2 separate regions of the Mus musculus genome follow, and region 2 is linked to region 1. A link is a contact called in public HiChIP or PLAC-seq data. All regions are on one chromosome and are shown on one strand. Each heading gives the region's core, a stretch centred on a gene start, on an enhancer-like site or on the middle of the called end of the contact. The rest is flanking DNA. Distances are from core to core; before and after follow the strand shown.

The links. HiChIP or PLAC-seq counts read pairs in DNA pulled down with a chosen protein or histone mark.
Region 2: a contact with region 1 is called in an H3K4me3 HiChIP or PLAC-seq map of the 230-238 cell line, with 17 read pairs. The contact joins the enhancer-like site here to the promoter of Dtnbp1 in region 1. A contact is called at or near these places in 2 of 15 datasets of contacts at CTCF or cohesin (the G1E-ER4 cell line and the NIH/3T3 cell line), 2 of 484 Hi-C or Micro-C datasets (centroblasts and myeloid progenitors), 6 of 115 datasets of contacts at active chromatin or transcription factors (the 230-238 cell line, the SCID.adh cell line, astrocytes and 2 more) and 2 of 9 other capture datasets (adipose tissue and liver).

Annotation. Positions count from the first base shown.
Region 1 is chr13:45,000,787-45,003,486 of GRCm38.p6, reverse strand. It overlaps Dtnbp1 (dystrobrevin binding protein 1), which reads left to right and starts at 1,391. Exons shown (of 10, transcript NM_025772.4): 1 at 1,391-1,570. The coding sequence starts at 1,515.
Region 2 is chr13:44,798,921-44,801,620 of GRCm38.p6, reverse strand. The region is part of intron 1 of Jarid2 (jumonji, AT rich interactive domain 2); the gene reads right to left. Among named protein-coding and RNA genes, the nearest start is that of Jarid2, 69 kb to the right of the region's middle. Within about 2 kb of position 1,435, at least 94 of the 459 cell types and tissues checked have an H3K27ac peak or open chromatin away from gene starts, as enhancers often do. A contact at or near this core is called in the 230-238 cell line, adipose tissue, centroblasts and 2 more, where this site is marked.

The DNA.
Region 1 (2,700 bases), core at 142-2,641:
AAGCAGCAAAGGAGATGAAAAACTTAGGGGAGAAAGATGGAACCCAGATGATGCACAAGACTGGATCCTCCTGGTTATTCAAACAAAGACTAAAGGGGAAAAGGGCCCTGCTTTGGGGTTGCAAAAGCTGTTCTCGATGCTCAGCGGGCCTGCCATTCTGGGCTGGTGCCTGGCTTTGCCAAGTGGCAAAAATGAATTGCCACACTTACACTACTCCAAGTCTACGGGGCTCTTATTATGAAGTGAGGGTCCATATTTCTCACACAAGAGAGTTCAAGCATATAAATCTGTAGAAACAATTTACGTGCAAACCCTAGCAGGAAGCTAACTCCTCGATTCTATTTTGATACAGCTAATGAAACACATGACTAATATTGATAGAGAAGCTGAGCTCCTGATACTGAACCTCTTATAACCTTGACCATCTTGTCATTTAAAAAAGAGGGTGTCACCCTGGTAGCCAGTCTTAAAGCAAAATGAATCCTCATTTTGGAAGTCTGCACTCAAGGAAAAAAAAAAGCATGACTAAATATCCAACTTCCTAGCTCAGTAGTCGTCTTTCCTGAGTAGAAAAGGCTCGGAGTGTTTTAATCCCCTTTTCCACGTGGAAGGGCTGGGGATGTCACCCACTGCCAGAGTGCTTGTCTAGTATGCCACAAAGGATGCTTGAGATGTCCCGGGGACAACGCGGTGAAACAACTGAGAGGAAAGGAAGGGGGCAAGCAAAAACAGAGGAGTACCCTACAATAGATGACGGCTAGACTAGCCCAGGGAAAGTGCATAGAGAGGAGGAGGAGTCTGTGCACGTAGTTTTGGGACAGAAGGGATGAAAGGAAGAAAAAAGGTGAGCAACTGCTCTGAGGATAACTGAAAGGTTGAGAAAAGATTGACGCACAGAATAAAGAGGGTTGGCTCAGTGGGAGAGCCTTGGTATGCAAGAAACCGAGTTCCACCCCCACAAGGGGGCAGAGGAGGGGAAACATGGCTTTGGCAACATGGAGAGATGAAGGGCACAGAAATTTGACGGGGTCAGTCAAAGATCTAGAGTGGGCAAAGTAAGGGTTTGGAGACAGGTGATCATCACCGACAAACCCCAATACGGAGTACCAAAGCAGTGTTGTTATAGGGAGGCGCAGCCACCCAGGAGATTCCCGCAGCGCTCTTCCGACCTTCGAAAGCCAACCAACCCTTCAACTAAAGGATGCAGGGGCCTGAAATCATCCTTCCAAGAAGCAGTCATAACCTTGGAGAAGGCCGGCTTCCCGCCCTGTCTGCAGAGCGGGCGAGCGCGCTCGCGAAGGCCCCGCCCCTCGGCGCCGCGCGAGCCTCCCCTGAGCGCCGCACTGCGGCTGCGCCGGCCGGGCGCGCGGAGGGGGGCGGGGACGCGGAAGGCGCGGCGGCCGGGGAGGCTGCGGCGGCGGCGGCGCGGTGAAGCGAGAGCCGACGCGCGGGGCGAGGGGACGCCCGACGGCGTCCGAGGGCGCGGTGGCGCGAGGCCTGAGGGAGGGGACGCGATGCTGGAGACCCTGCGCGAGCGGCTGCTGAGCGTACAGCAGGATTTCACCTCCGGGTGAGTACGCGGTGGGCGGCCGAAAGGGCTCCCCCACGCGCGTGGGCGCGGGGCTGCCGTCCGGTCGGCGCGCGGAGACAACGAACTTCCCGGTGTCCCGGCGGCGGCACCGAGTCACTTTGGTCGCAGCGGGAGGGATGCCCTCCTGCCCTGTCGCGGGGCAGCTCTGCTTGACGGGGCAGGATGGTCACGTGAGAGGCTGTGTCCTCTGCTCTGGAAGCCCGCCGGCCTACCCCGGGGCAGGACTCACGGGCCCCCGCCTTCCCCTCCTCTTTCAGCGGGGACACCGGGCCATTCGGCCCGATCCTTGACCACCCCTTCTCCGGCCTTCTCTGCCTTTACCCTGGTTTAACACCGTGACGGAGGAGCTGGGCCCAGAGGGACAGAACTGGAGCGGAGCTGTTCACACCCGGAGTTGCCTAAACTTTGGACGCCCCCGGGAACCTTTCGCAATCTCCTGGCTCTCGCCCTCTCTGAGCTTGGGTTAAGCTGGAATGTCACGGGATTCCGATGTGCTACAAAGTCGGGGAACTTGAGTGGGTACCAGGCTGCCTAAAGCACTATTGTAGGATTTTACCTCTTAACCTGACTGCGAGTTACCGGGTCTCTTGTCTCTGCTTACTGTACTGTAAGATAGTGATGGTGCTTATCTCGCTCGCAGTTTAATGGGACTATTAGTGGCTGTGTTAAATAGGCAGGAAGCACTGTTTGTATGGCTTTTCGTTTATAATTCCTTTTATTGCTTTACAAAAAGTCACGTTGTAAAGAATCTGCCATCCCTCTGGTTTGTTCAGGCTTTTGTTTTGAGACAGCGCCTCACAGATACTTTACCCTAGATCAGACTTGAACTGGTGGGAATACTCCCTGATTCAGCTGCCCCAATGCAACGTGATTTCAGGCATCCACCACCATCCCCCCCTGCTGGTCTGTCATATGTTTGGCGAATGTTCCTGATGTGAGGGCACCTTTGTCATAATGCTATACTTTAATAATTAATGGGAAAAATGACAGCCGATCTCCCATCTCGTGGAACAAAAAAACTGCTTTATACCATTTGCCTGTTGAATAGTAACAAGCTGTCAGATACTTGAAGGTGTCCAATGTATATAAAGCATTATTGATGATTTTAG
Region 2 (2,700 bases), core at 186-2,685, 200 kb after region 1:
TGAAATGAAACTAAATTTCAAGCACAAAATAAGGTCTCAACATGTGACAAGCTATTCTCCTACTCTCTCGGTAGATCCTACAATCAACCACACTCAACTACAGGTTAACGCTTATTGATCAGTGTAGGCATCACCAGATCCCGCTCATACAATCCTACCACTTTCCTCTATTATTTATTCCTTTCCATTTACTAAAGTCTGGGGACTGAGGCTAGAGGGCTCAGAGCAAAAAGTGCTTTTCTGAGCAAGAATGAAGACCTCAGTTTAGACCTCCAGTAGCCAAAGTGAAAGGCCAGTGAAATGGTGGGTGCAGCAAGGGGAGGTCGGGGATAGGAAAGTGGAGGGGTTTAGGAGGTCAGAAGTTTAAGATGAGAAAACATTGCATACAAACGAAAAGACTAAGCAAGTAGTAATAAAATAATTGGCTTCTGGTGTGTCTGAAAACAGTTCACATAATTAATATATATATATATATATATATATATATATATATATATATCAATCTTTGAAGGAAAAAAAAGTTTAAATGAATAAAGGGGACTGGAGAGACGGCTTGGCGGTTAAAAGCACTGACTGCTATTCCAGAGGCCCTGGGTTCAATTCCCAGCAATCACATGGTGGTTCACAACCATCTGTAATGGGATAAGATGCCCTCTTCTGGTGTATCTGAAAACAGTGTACTCATAAATTTAAAAAAAAAAACAAAACAAAAACTGACAGGCATATCAATAATTTCTATTGTACAGCATAAGACCTTTTCTGGGGAAACCTGGTCAACCAAGTGTAGCAAGTGGCAGGTCCTTAAACAAAAGACCAAACTAATTACTATCTACTGCAGCAGTTCTCCACCTTCCTAATGCTGTGACCCTTTCATACAGCTACTCAGGTTGTGGTGACCAACCATAAAATCATCTTCCTTGCTATTTCATAAGTGAAATTTTGCTACTCTATGAAACATATATAATATAAGTATTTTTAGAAACAAAGGTTGTCTTTGTTGGTCATGGCACAGGTGAAACCCACTGGACTACACCATTCCCTTATGCAAATGCTGAGACTCCCTACACTCACCTTACTATGCTACTGCAAAGTAAAATTTCAAGTATATGTGAGAACAGCTTGCAAATTTTCCAGGCCAAATGTGCAGGAGCAGGAAAGACTGCATGGGGGAAAGGAACCTTCGTGTAAATAGGTCCACCCAGCAAAGGAGAAGACAGAGGCTGGAGTGGGGGAGCTGCTACTTCTCTGCACCAATGTTTCACTTTTCCACTGACAAGAAAATTATACAAAACCACCAAATTAACATTTTCCCTAACATCACAGGGACAGGAAGGAAAGCGTGGGCAGAAAACACACTTCCTCTTGAGAACAGTCTCTTTTATTTCACTCTTTAAAAGGAAAAGGGAAAAAAAGCGACCATCAGTGGGTGCGTCATGGTCGCTGCCTAAGTTCAGAGCTGACTACTTGCTACCTCATTGGGTATGACCCAATACGGTTCTCGGGCATCTCAAGACTGCTAGCTAGGCAAGCCAGACTTCTGTAATATCACTATGCCAGTATTTTTAATAGTCTTATTAGTAAAAAGGGGCTAGGAGTGATGGTGCACACCTTTAAATCCCATCACTGGACAGGAAGAGGCATGTAGATCTCCGTGACTTGAAAGACAGCCTAGGCCAAATGGTAAGTTCCTGTCTCATGGAAAGACTGCTCCGACTCAGTGAGTAAGAGCTCTGGCAAGAGCAGAGTTCTGTTTCTAGCACCATGCCAAACAGTTCAAAACCTGTAACTCCAGCTCCATGAGAATCCACAAATCCTCTTCTGTATCCTGCACGTACCTCTCTCTGACATACGCACGTGCACTTAGTTAAAAATAAAAAGAAATCTTTACATAATGACCCAGCCCTCGGGGACCAGAAGTGGGTAAGTCTGAGTTTCGGTGCATCCTGGTGTAAGTCACAGTCCAATTCCATGCCAGCTACCACTACCTGGGCTCCAAAAATAAACTTTTTAACATATCAACTTATCTTTCAAATACAGCTGTTCTTTAGCACAAATTTTGACTTTATATAAGGACTCCTTCTTTCCCACAATTGTCACCTTAAACAAATAAATGTGACAACACAAAGAGCCCATCCTAATGAATACTACTCACTATCAGCATACAGGAAAAAAGAAAAGGTAGCCAAGCATCCTACCTACATTGTGGCAGTGAACACTAGGAAACCAGAGAAAGGAAACTATACCAAAATAGCCACAGAAGAAGAGCAAGATGTCACAGGATGAAGGTGCTGTCCAAAGCCTGCTGCCCTAAGTTCCATGCCTCAGATCCTCATGATAGAGAGAAACACTATATCAAGGCACACCTTCCTCCCTACACCCACCACACAGCAAACAGGTGGATATGGCTTAATTTATTTTTAAAAAAACAACAGCAGACACTAGAAAAACAATTTCTACTAAAACAAACATGTCAGATATTAAGATTTAAACAGCACTGAGAAGTAGAAAGTGTTTGAACTGCATGCAGTGAGGTGGCAATTGCCCTGTATGACATATTAATAATCTTCATCAACAAGAAATTAAACACACCCACCCTACTGGCTCAACCAGACTACTTTTACTGATTCATTGTAACTTTCACATAGCACACCCCAATCCTGTGTATCTCCCCATTTCTCCATATGTGCCCTCTGCCTTTGC